Regions from separate parts of the Sus scrofa genome. Here all the other regions are linked to region 3. The links are chromatin contacts, called in public Hi-C and HiChIP or PLAC-seq maps. All regions are on one chromosome and are shown on one strand. The core of a region is the stretch at or near the end of the contact, and the rest is flanking DNA. Distances in the headings are between cores, read along the strand shown.

Region 1 (4,246 bases), core at 769-3,268, 210 kb after region 3:
TTTCTATTTGGGATGGCTAGTTTACTTTTTCTACGTACTCTTCTAACTTGACCCTCTTCTGACTATTGGGTGGTTAAGGTGAATCCTCTCTGTCTTTACTGCAAGCAAGAGATTTTGTGTGCTCAGAGAGGATAGCATTTTTTCCTCTTCTTATTCTTTGGTAGATAACCTGAATCTTCACTCTTCATAAGGGAATGGCTTGTAGGTCTATTCTTCTGTACTATGACTAGTGTATTTAAGTTTGAGGATTGATATTCTTTCATTTTGCATTCAGAAAGCAAAATATTTATAGTTGAATTCATCTGTGAATTGGTCTTAAGCTTACTATATTTTCATTTTCCCCCGCTGATATGGAACAACTGAATGTTCTAATGTTAAAGATTATTTAATGAGATTAACTAGCCTTTGCCCTGAGAGAGTCTGTTTTAGCTTATTCCAATTTCAGTAAACTATTGTGCCATGTAGAGATATGTTATAATGTCAGGATTTTATGAAAAGTTCTTCAGTACATGCTAATTAAGTGGGATGAGAGTACCTTTTCTAACGTATAAAAATGCACTCTGTCAACTAAAAGATGAAAATATCTTTCTAAACTAAAATCTCTCAAGTTCAAGTGTGAGGTAGTATCTGTAAATGGCAACTGTGTCATATAGTTTCTGAGAAAACTGAAAATCTTTAGTGATTTATTGGTTGTGCTCTATAAATCTTTTTATATGGATGGCTACGTTCGTGAGGTTATATTTGCTGTTTACTGTCCCTCCAGTATTATTTTACACATTTCTCCTCTAAATGTGATCATTTACAACTGTTTTTCTCACTCAAATACTTTAATTTCCTTTCTTCAACAATCTGTGAACAATTACTTCTCATAGCCCCAGATCAAGACATTTTCTCCAAAGAAACGCTAAAATCCGTCTAGTTTCCCTTCTCACTGGCTTTGTATGTATAAGTTTTTTGCCACTTTGTCGTTAGTTCTCTAGTTTCAGTTCAGTTTAACAAAGCTTGTTGTGATGATGTGTGAGCTTGGTGGGGTAGGGAAGTATACTCTGGAGGAGGTGACCCTGGCCCTAAATCTTAAAGAACCAGTAGGAATTTCCTCTTTGTGCAAAGTGTGTAAGTTGATATTAGCAAAGAGAAAAGCATGAAGCTTGACAAATAGTTCAGGATGGCTGTAGGGTGATGAAATGGGAGATAGGAAATGAAGCTGAAGAGATAGCATTGAAGACTTTATATGTGATACTTGGGCATTTATTTTTTGGATGAAGTTGGACTTTCTTCTGGGGGTAATAGAAGGATTACCATTGAAGGATTCTATGATTGAAGGATTTGACATACACAGGGCATGGAAAGATTTTCAATTTATTTATTTATTTTTCTATCTTCCTCCCTGGTTATGTGGAGATCTTTCTTACATGTTTAGGTGTCTGATGTCTTCTGCCAGCGTTCAGTAGGTATTTTGTGAGAACTATTGCACATATAGACCTATTTTTTAATGTATTTGTGGAGAGAGGTGAGTTCCCCATCCTTCTATTCATCCATCTTAATTGGAGCCCTCCTGAGATTTTCATTTTAGACTGATCAATTCTATGGCAGTATGGTAAATGATTTTGAGGTAAGGCAATAGAAAAGGTGGGTAGACCTGTTAAATTACTGATCTGGTCATCCAGATAATGACCAGGATTTTGGATACTATTAATAGGAGTGAAGTTTTGGAAATAGATGTGCAAAGTGTTTAAAAATCAATCAGACATTTAAGGCGACTGGTGAAATGGGATTACTGTCAGACTTTTGAATGTCTTAAGTGCTGTTGAGAAGGAAGGGATGTTAGGGAAAGTTTTATATATATTGTACCTATGGTACTTTCAGGGGGAAACATACAGGACGTAAAAGTGTGAGACTCAGGTGAAAAGTTGGGATTAGAGGTGTTCATGTGAGGGTCCTCTCAGTCCATGTGGGTAGAGTGTGAAGTGGACAGAAAGCTGAGCTCTAAGAGGAAAGGAAAAAGAGGAACCCAAGACTGAAACTGAGAAGGAAAAAGCTCTGTCTTTGCTTAATTTCCCTTGAAAGGAGGACAACTTAATCCTTTTTGTATCCTCAGTAACAGCTTGAATAGTATAGTAAATAGATACTCAGTAAATGGTAGCTACTTATTTTGTTTGGCTAGAAAGCATCTCAGTTACTTTAGATTTTATTTCATATTTTACCCAATTCCATGACTTTACAGGAATTTTGTTTTTGTCTTTTTAGAGCCACAGGTGTGGCATATGGAGGTTTCCAGGCCAGGGGTCGCATCGGAGCTGCAGATGGCAGCCTACACCACAGCCACAGCAATGCCAGATCCGAGCCATGTCTGTCACCTACACCACAGCTCATGGCAACACCAGATCCTTAACCCACTGAGTGGGGCAGGGGATCAAACCTGTGTCCTCATGCATACCAGTTGGGTTCATTACTGCTGAGCCACAACAGGAACCCTGGAAATGTTTTTTTAATTCATACCATTTCATGAGCATCTACTGTGTACTTGACACTATGTTAAATACTTGGTACATGTTATCTGATTTTATCCTTAAAATAATCCTCCAGTGATAGGTTTTATTTTTCCATTTTGTTTTGAAGAACCCGAGGATGAGAAAGATTAAGTGACCTGATTGACTTTTTCACATGCCTACATAATTCCAAATTTCATTTTCTTAACTACCATTGATGAGCTATTATGTATTTAGACCAAAAGACTGCTTGTAGGTATCCTATTTTGGTTGTATTGTGATAATTACTCTGACCCCAAAACACTGATTTATACTAAATTCTGCATTGTCAATCTTGTGTGGATTGGAGTGGTAGTTGGACACCTCTTGTCCTGAGTGCAGTAGGTTTTACTTAATTCTTTTTGTCTTTCTGGGGGCCTATTTCCTCATTTTTCTGTTAGCAGTTTTGCGGATGACTGCTAAATTGCTTAAGGTTTGAAAATCCTGTGTCCATTATTTCGAAAAACTCAAAAACAGCGATTGCTTGGAGTTTTAGAGATCCACAGGATACATGACTGTTTCATGACTCAACTAAAATTATATGTGAAGTATGATGCATATATGTGCATTTTTCTGAGTTTGCAGTTCAGAGCTTGATCTCTTTCTCATAGTTTTGTATACTTTACCATTCACCCATCACTCAAAAGATTAAGAATTATAGCTCCAGAAGTATTTTTGCATATTGTGATGAACTACAGTGTTTTGTGTAATCCCATCCTGAGTAGTTATCTTTAACAAAGTATTGTTATTGATTGAAAGTAACTTTTTGAGATAAAGTTATTTTTTGGCTATTTAAACCTGTAATATTTTCTAAACTAAAATACCTCTTGGTTATTTTATCACTTAAAAACAAGTCCATTAAATTGAACGGGTTTGGTTTATGGTAAGTACTGCCTTATGGGAAATTAAAGAATGCTCAGTTTTGAAGTGTGATTCAAATGACCTTCACTAATACATATTCCCCACTTTGCATCTTCCCCTAGGAAAAGAATATTTGAGGTCCATTTCTAAGGAAAGAAAAGGAAGAAATGACAGAATGCCTAGAGTTGAAACCAGTTAAACTGGGTTTGTACTTTTTCTTTTCTTCGTGTAACATGTTTATTCTAATCTAATCTATTGCAGCATCGGATCTTATCATTTTGAACTTTGTGTTAGTATGGAAGAGACAGAGATATGCCTCTAAGTATTTGTGATGTCTGTGAATATGAACAAGAGAATGATGAAAAGCTAGGTAACAGTCTCATTTTCAGTTAAGAAGCTTGAGAGGTTTGGTAAACTTGTCAAGGTCAAAAGCTCTTAGATAGTCAAACTGGGATTCAAATGCAGGTGTGTTGACTCAAATCCCCATTTGTTTTTCATTATGTCACACTGCTCCTCATTTTATTTAGGTTTAGTTGTTGCACAGGTGCTTATAACTGAAGTTGAGGACCAGGGCCCTGTGTATTTAATTTAAGGAATCTTTCCAATAAAGTAAAAGGCGAGGAAACGTTCTGTATTCCCCTAAAGTTTAGGAGATTAGAGAAGGAAACTAATATTTGTTGAGCACTTCGTATGTGCCAGATACTGTTATAGGATCTTTGTGTGTGTGTGTGTGTGTGTGTGTGTGTGTGTGTCTTTTCTAGGGCCGTACCCGCGGCATATGGAGGTTCCCAGGCTAGGGGTCTAATCGGAGCTGTAGCTGCCAGCCTTCACCAGAGCCACAGCAGCTCGGGATCCAA
Region 2 (4,100 bases), core at 1,181-3,680, 250 kb after region 3:
ACCCACGGCATATGGAAACTCCTGGGCCAGGTATCGAATCTGAGCCATGGACGTCTCGACCTAAGCCACAGGTGTGGCAATGCCTGATCCTTAACACCTGTGCAAGGCTGGGCATCAGAGCCACCCATCAACAGGGACCTGAGCTACTGCAGAGACAGTGCCAGATTCTTAACCTGCTATGCCACAGTGGGAACTCTAGGGGCTGCTGGTTTTTGATTGAGCAAGTGGGCTGATCTGTGGACCATTTCCTGAGATGGGAGAACTTGGTAAGTGTAGCGGTTGAATGCCAGTAGTTTCACCTTGGCTTTGTTAAGTGTGAGATGCCTCCTAGATATCCCAGTGGATGTGTCAAGGAGTGTAAAGAAGACTGGAGTTCAAAAGGAGAGATGTGGACTGGAGATAAATTTGGAGAGTAATAGCATATAAATTAGATGGTAGTCAAAGCCTTGGAACTGGATAAAATCACTCAGGGGAAAAGAATGAATAAGGGGAGCTGATGGTAAGGGGTATTATTTTTGGTCACTCCAACACTGAGAAATCTAATAGAGGAAAAAGCCAACAAACAGGCTGAGAAGCAGCTATCTAATGAGGTAGAAAAATCTGAAGAGTGAAGTATTCCAGAAACTAGAAAAGAAAGTATTCCATGAGAGGGGTGGCCAATGTATGAAATGCTAATTTAAGTTTTGAAAAGGTGAGAATAGAAAATTAGCCCTTGGTCTTGGGGGAGTATAGTACTTTGAAACCTTAATTCGCAGTATTTCAATAAAGTGGTGAGAACAAAACATCTGAATGGAGTGGGGGGAAGAGAAAATGTGGAGATAAAGTGTCTTTTTGAAGAGTTTTGTTCTAGAAGGAAATCGAAGAATGCAGCACTATCTAGAGGGATACAGGACTACAGGAGGGTTGTTTTGTTTTTGTTTTTTAATGAATGAGATTAAGACACATTCATATGCCAATGGGAATTATCTGGAATGGAAAAATAGATGATGCAGAAGAGAAAAGTGATATTGCAGGAATAGTTCTTGAGAATTCACACGTGGGTGAAATTCTGACCAGAAGTAGAAAGGTTGGCCTTAAACAAAGACACAAAGGCTCCTTCCATTCTAAGGGCAATGAGGTAAAGTGTATAAAATCAGGTTGTAGCATTAACATGAAGAGGAGATAAAATTCATCTTTTTGGATCTATTTTCCCACTTAAGTTTGAGGCAAGGCCATCAATAGTAAGTGACCTGGGACAAGGATGTCAGAGATTTGAAGAGAGAAGAAAAACTGTGAAATAGTTATCTCAAAGTGGCGAAGTAAGTATGTAGAAAGAACTGATTTGGATTCTGTTTCTGACAATGTTAAATCCCCATTTGAGACCTAGAGTAATAGGTTTTAAGTGAATATTGGTCAGCACAGTTGTGTGGCTTTTCTCTGGTTATGTTCATCTGGTCAGAAGTAGGCTTAGAGCAAGCATTTTACTAGTAGAGGGAAGGAGGGACAAGAGAGTATTTGCAAAGTGGAAAAAAGTGGAATGTATCTGAGTAAAGAGGGAAGTGAAAATACTGATTACGAATACTGATTTTGTATCTTGATAAGATCCAAGAATTGTTGGAGTTAATATCTGCATTTCAATCATAACAGATATGATTCATGTGGACTGTGGGCCACTCTTGAAGAAACATTTACAGTAGTTTTGAGTTATAATGCTAGTCTTAGGGCAAATATTTCTTTTTGTCAAATTTCACAGTATATCTTTTTAAATAGAGGTGCTAGTAAGAAAAATGAATTTATACACAGATGTAGAAGATACTAATCATTAAGGCTTTAGTGAATAGATTAGCAGTCAGAGAAAATGAGTGTAACAGTTGTTCTTTTAAAAATTTAACTTTTAAAACATACTGTTAATCGAACAGCCATTACACTGTACCTACATGCATTATAATTTTTCTTGTATAGTAATTCTTGCTCAAATCTTTGACTTCCATTTATTTCTGGAATTTTCAACCTATTTGTGTATTTTTTTCCAGCTTTCTAATTTTATTTTTAAAACATAAAGTATACCGTAAATAATAATGGAAGAGAAACAGGAAATGAGAAAACATCCGAAGACAAATCACGAGAGTAAATTTTGGGAGGGGAAACAGGTGGATGGGTTTTTAGGGAGCTGATGGGGAGGGCACTTGCAAGGGTGGAGGTGACCTTGAGGAAGGTGGTTTTGGAAATTGGCCCCGGGCTCTTTCCAGAGCCAGTGCAGGACCTAGTATAGTGGGGGCTGGAGCAGTCAGTGCAGGCTCTCCCTGCAGGGCTGCTGAATTCTCCTTGGGCCCTTGGTCTCCTGCAGAAGCTGGTGCAACATTTCCCTCCAGCTGAGGTAAACACACATCAGTGTCTGGGGCTGCTGCCAGAGCAGCTGCAGGTTCTCCTTGTGTGGGTGGTGAGTCCTCATGTGGCTCCAGGTTTCCTGCAGGAGCAGCTGCAGGTTTCTCCCTACAGGGCTGGTGAGTCCTCATGTGGACCTAGGCCTCCTGCTGGAGCAGCTCCAGGTTCTCCCTGCTTGGGTTGTGCCTTGGCCTTTGGCTCCTGCTCTCATGCTGGAACTGTGAGAGAAGAAAAGCTTCCTTGCATGCTTGCCTTGCCATGTGCTATTCCAAGGATAGCAGTCTTTCCAGAACCTTCCAGACCAGTCCCAACCCACCAACTTCTGGGTCTGCAGTCCACCAGGTGGGTAGTGTGGGTTAGTCTTTGCTCCTGGCCCAACACCTTCCTTTGGGAACTCCTCGCTGTGTGACCCAGAACTCAGCTCCCCCCACACTCACAAGGCCCGGTCCCCATCTTCTCACCTTCAGGCTGGGCCTCAGGGAGCACAGCTGTCCAGCGGACTCAGGCGTAGGTGGACTTTGTCCTAGTGCCAGAACCGGATGTGCTGAGCTCCCCCGAGCCTGGCAGAGATACCCAAGGAGCTGCCCATGTGGAGTTTCATCTGGAGGTCTTCTGCCTTCCTTGCCTGGCTCCTGAAGTGTCTCAGGGGCAGGGGTGGGGGGGGGGGGACTCTGCAATGAGAATGAGCGGCAGAGGGCCCGGCCCTGAGGTGTCAGAGCGTTGCAAGGCCATTATCTTCTCACTGCTTCTTCTGCCCCCTTGAACTTCTGTTCCCAGATAAGGTGAAACCTTGTCTGCTCAGATACCCACCCTCTGGGAGGAGTGGGAGCCCCCTAGAGGGCTGGGGGTACAGCTCGCACACAGGGCTCAGCCCTGACTCTAAACAACCCCCTTCTCCCCAGTCAGCTTTGTCCTGGGGTGTGGACGTGACCCTCCCAATTGGCATCCAACCCCACGTCAGCCTGCTCTTGCTTGAGGCAGACCCACCCTCACAACCCCCCTCTGCACACAGTCATCCAGGGAGGAGACACGAGGCTACTGAGGCTACTGTGTGGGATCAGAAGGGTCCCTTTGCTGGGCTGGAGTTCCCTCTCCCTGTGTTACCTCCAGGTCCCTGCAGGCAAAGGCCCATAGGCGTCTGCCCTGAGTTCTGATCCATTTTCTGCTGGATTGGCAGGTATTGTCTCTGCTGCGGCCTCAGCCTTGGGAGAACGGGACACAGCAAAGCAAGTCCATCCCTCCTCTGTCCTCTCCTGGAGAAGTGGGTGCCTGACTACCCAGGTTCCAAGTTCTGTTGGGCTCTATTGCCAGGGAAGTGAGGTCACTTCCTGGGGTCCACTTAGCCGGCCTTCGTCCTTCTGCAAAGTTCCCCAAGGGTACCTCTGGGCTACCTCCCACAACCCCAAGTTCTAGTCTGACAAATGTTCTTGGTAATTTGATAGGGATTGCATTGGATCTGTAGATTGCCTTGGGTAGTCTGCCATCTTAATCCTCTTATTTGTATATTTTAATTACAATATTTTACCCACATCTGAAAATAAATTATACTCTGAAAACGTTTTTATTGCAAGAAAATTCTGAATTTTAGTTTAATTTGGGCAGTTTCTCAAACTGAAGACACCGTCTTTAATTCCTTATACTCAGTTATGCAGTTGCAGATTGTTCTCAGTAAAACCTTGTAGTTTTAACTATCCCCCTTTGCTTAGGAAGCCTTTACAGTTTTCCTTTATTAAATT
Region 3 (3,792 bases), core at 500-2,999:
GGTTTGCTCGGTGGTTTAAGGATCTGGTGTTGCCCTGAGATGCAGTGTAGGTCGCAGACGCGGCTCAGATCCCGTGTTGCTGTGGCTCTGGTGTAGGCCAGCAGCTCTGATTGACCCCTAGCCTGGGAACTTCCATATGCCACAGATGCAGCCTTAAAAAGACACACACACACATAGGAAAGAAAGAAAACTACAGCAGCACAGCAAAGACACTGTCTTATCAGTGAGCTTTGCAGTTACCCAAGTCACCCAGGTTTTAATGGAGAGATGGTCTGGAGATGTTGCAAGTGACACAGACAGTGGCCTAGTTTGGAATAATGGAATGAGGGTCTTTACAGAACTCAGCTGAATGTTTTTCCACTATGACATTACTGCATCTCAACAGCCTGTTAAGGTATATAGGGTGGATTAAAATCCCCAGGTTACGGATGAGAAAACTGAGTCTCCAAGAGAGGAAGAGACCCATGCTAACCAGTGGCTGCAGTGGCTGTGAACCCAGGTTTCTTGGCTCCATCCAGACCTCATTTAGCCACCTGGGCTGAAGGAAACCTGGGAGTCAAGGCCAAAGGTGCCTGGGGACTGAGGTCCATGAGGGTGGGGATGGGGAGAGAGGCACACCACTTCAAGTTCAAGTTGCTAGTTTTGCAGAGTGTAAAATTACTGCACAAGTCCCAGAGAATAAACAGAGTTAACACCCCATTAAATACAATGGACTTTCAACGTGAGCTTGAGACGTGCCCAGATTGAAACTAGCTGAGCAGGAGCTGGCCCGTGAGTAAAATGTATCACACGCACTGCCTTAACGTTTCCAAAAAAGAAAAATCTAGCTCGGGGAGAAGAAAGCGCCGGCAGCAGCTCTGCAGGCTCAGGGCTGAGGATCCGGTAATGAAGTCTTTCTGGAAGGTAAGAAAGGGCTGTGTGCTGTATGCTATTTTTAAACATGCTGGAGCAGCACATGTATTCCTGCCCCTCCGCACTTTCTCCAGCAGAGGAGGGGCCCCGGGGAATGCAGCCAGGAATTTAGATGCTATTTATTGTATTTCCTTTTATCAGTCAAATGATTTTCCTATTTCCCACATAGATAAAGATCTTCCGCTTACAGCTCCAGCTTGTTGACCTTGTCAGGACTGCTGTGCAGTCTGGAAATTGGTCCCAGAGAGAGAAGGGCATTGTTGTGAGGGGTTTGTTTGGCGGGTTGGGTTTTTCTTCTCCCAATAGGGAGGAGATCCATTTACAAAAAAAAAAAAAAAAAAAAAACCTTCCAAAAAACAAAAACTGATTGTTTCGTGTCTTTTTCCAAAACTGCAAGGTTGTCCAAGGAATTTGGTTCCCCAACCTCCCTCTGACCTCCACCTGAATATCTCCACCCTATCTTTCACCATCTCTCTCTCTCTCTCTCTCTCTCTCACACACACACACACACACACACACACTTCAGCAGCAAGCCTGACCCTGGGCCTGCTGCTGAGCCGCAGTCTTGGCAGGCGGTGGGTGGTGGGGTGGAGGGGGCGGCAGCTGGGTCTCAGCTTGTAAGCTGAGCCAGGCTCTCCGCGGTGCCAGGACTAGAGGCCCCTTGGAGATGCCAGCAGGCCTGAGTGGGAGCAGTTACAACTTCCCCTCGCTGGAAGCTTTGGAGCCAGCAAGGCCTCTAGGAGCCGCATTTCCAGGCGAGGGAGTGGCCTCAGGGCTGCTATCCAGCGGGAGGTCTCCTCTTGGGCAAGCTGCCCTCTTTGTTTGCCTCGCCTGGGCCTGCTGGCCAGGTTCAAGGGTCGGAGCCAGCCCACTTCTCCTCGCCTTCTCAGAACGCCACCAGCGGATGATGCCGGAGGCCGGGGTTTCATTATAAATCCTCTCCATTTCTGGCTCGTTCTCAACCACAAAACATAAAGAGAGCCAGCGAGCCTCAGCTAGAATTCAGCCCCTCGCAGACTCAATGTTTGCAGAACGAGGAGCTGCAGGCCCCTCCGCCCCGGCGTGGGTCCGCTGCGGATTTTGACAGCCGCCAGTTTTTTCTGAAGCCCCAGGTTCTTCCCCAGCGTCGTGGCGCTTCCGGGCCAGGACGGCAGAGGGCAGTGGCTCTCCTGACAGCACCTCTGTCAACGCGGCGCTCACACATCTGGAAATGGGCTCTCCCACTCTCTTACGAAATGCTGGACGAGGATCGGTCTGTGTGAAATGTACTGGCACCGAGGGAGCAGCATCCGCATCAAGAATTCCACTTTCTCATTAATGCTATGTCCCCCTCAAGAGCGCTTGTGGAATGTGGGGAATTCGCCTTGCCAAGGCAGCCAGCAAATCTCAGTCTTTTGGGGCTTGGTCAGGCCTGGGTGGAATGCTTGGAAGGACCACCTCTGGTCCAAAGCCTTTGCCCTTCCCTCCCACGTGGAAGGTGAAAAACAAAACAGAGGAGCGGACCCCCCAGATCTTCCCCCAGGGGAAGAAAGCAAAAAATGAAAGCCTTGCCCTTCCGTGCCTCCTGAAGACAGCGCATGCTCATAGTTCCAGGTTCTTGAGAAACAAGACCTAATTCTAAGAAAGCATCTTCCTAAATTACAAGCGATTAGAAATGCCAGTGTGACTCGCAGTGTGCAGCTGGGAAGGGAGAAACTGGATGGCGGAGGGCAGAGCTGGCACTGGGGAAGCGCCTGCCTTCTACTCTGAGACTGCTCCCTAGACTTCCCAAAGCTGCATGCATTTAAATGTCCACATTTTTTCCACAGAAGCCAGCACTCTGGACTTCTCTTGGCCAAACAACACATCTGTCTAATATGATGTGGGAGAAATATGTTACATTCTTTTATGAACGGAATGTTAACACCACCTAGAATCAATATTTATATCCAAGAACACAATGATCTGGCTTGTTTTGTGCTGCCCTGTTGCAGAAAGGGACATTCGGGAAGAGCTGAGAGGTTCCCTCTCTTCTTGCCCAGAAAGGCCGACCTACCAAGGCAAATCATCTGGGGCTCAGGCATCGAAAGGGTTTCGGCCTTGGAGGCCCTGCTGGTTCCCTTCCTGCCCCTGCCGCCCTCTGTCTCTTGGGACTTCAAGAGGAAGTCAGAGAGCAGCAAGTGGGGCAGGAATGTGCAGTGAGATCCAGGACCTGAGGCAGCGTTCTGTCTAGCTGACAGTCCCTGAGGGTTGCGCTTTGGGGAGGAAGGTCAGGCTTACATCCTGGCACTTCCTCCTTCTCATCAAAGGAGGAGATGATACACCTTAACATAAATCCTTAGGCCAGAGACTTCTGGGAGCCTAAAAACAAAGAACAGTGGGTAAAAACATTTTCTTTCATGCTGGTAATATTTTTTTGGCCAGGCAATGACCCTTATCTGAGACAGCCACTGTCACAGAGACGGAAGCCACCTCTCCCCTCCTCAGAATCAAGGAGATCAAGCTCCTTAGGATGGTTTATTCTTTTTTTTTTTTTTTTTTTTTTTTGTCTTTTGTCTTTTCAGGACCACACCTGCGGCATATGGAGGTTCCCAGGCTAGGGGTCTAATCAGAGCTACAACTGCTGGCCTACACCACGGACACAGCAACGCCAGATCCAAGCCGTGCCTGCAACCTACACCACAGCTCATGGCAATGCTGGATCCCTAACCCACTGAGCAAGGCCAGGGATCGAACCCACAACCTCATGGTTCCTAGTCGGATTCGTTTCCGCTGCACCACAAAGGGAACTCCTGGGTGGTTTATTCCTTAATGCTGTTTTTATTCCATTGCCTTCTAAAGCTTCGGGGCCTGCAGCCTGGAGTCAGCCACTTGCAGGTAAAATCATTACCTAATTATAAA

Evidence for each region. A called contact is a pair of places that touch in the nucleus more often than the background predicts. HiChIP or PLAC-seq counts read pairs in DNA pulled down with a chosen protein or histone mark.
Region 1: an H3K27ac HiChIP or PLAC-seq map of alveolar macrophages shows a contact between it and region 3. The contact joins two enhancer-like sites. A contact is called at or near these places in 1 of 47 Hi-C or Micro-C datasets (embryonic fibroblasts) and 1 of 2 datasets of contacts at active chromatin or transcription factors (alveolar macrophages).
Region 2: a Hi-C map of skeletal muscle shows a contact between it and region 3, with 4 times the contacts expected there. The contact joins two enhancer-like sites. A contact is called at or near these places in 2 of 47 Hi-C or Micro-C datasets (both in skeletal muscle) and 2 of 2 datasets of contacts at active chromatin or transcription factors (alveolar macrophages and skeletal muscle).

Annotation. Positions count from the first base shown.
Region 1 is chr7:57,366,398-57,370,643 of Sscrofa11.1, reverse strand. PEAK1 (pseudopodium enriched atypical kinase 1) reads left to right here. Exons shown (of 6, transcript NM_001244188.1): 2 at 3,512-3,593. Among named protein-coding and RNA genes, the nearest start is that of PEAK1, 76 kb to the left of the region's middle. Within about 2 kb of position 2,018, at least 3 of the 83 cell types and tissues checked have an H3K27ac peak or open chromatin away from gene starts, as enhancers often do. A contact at or near this core is called in alveolar macrophages, where this site is marked.
Region 2 is chr7:57,329,106-57,333,205 of Sscrofa11.1, reverse strand. The region is part of intron 2 of PEAK1 (pseudopodium enriched atypical kinase 1); the gene reads left to right. Among named protein-coding and RNA genes, the nearest start is that of PEAK1, 110 kb to the left of the region's middle. Within about 2 kb of position 2,430, at least 8 of the 83 cell types and tissues checked have an H3K27ac peak or open chromatin away from gene starts, as enhancers often do. A contact at or near this core is called in skeletal muscle, where this site is marked.
Region 3 is chr7:57,577,243-57,581,034 of Sscrofa11.1, reverse strand. No RefSeq gene overlaps it. Among named protein-coding and RNA genes, the nearest start is that of HMG20A, 75 kb to the right of the region's middle. Within about 2 kb of position 1,749, at least 64 of the 83 cell types and tissues checked have an H3K27ac peak or open chromatin away from gene starts, as enhancers often do. A contact at or near this core is called in alveolar macrophages and skeletal muscle, where this site is marked.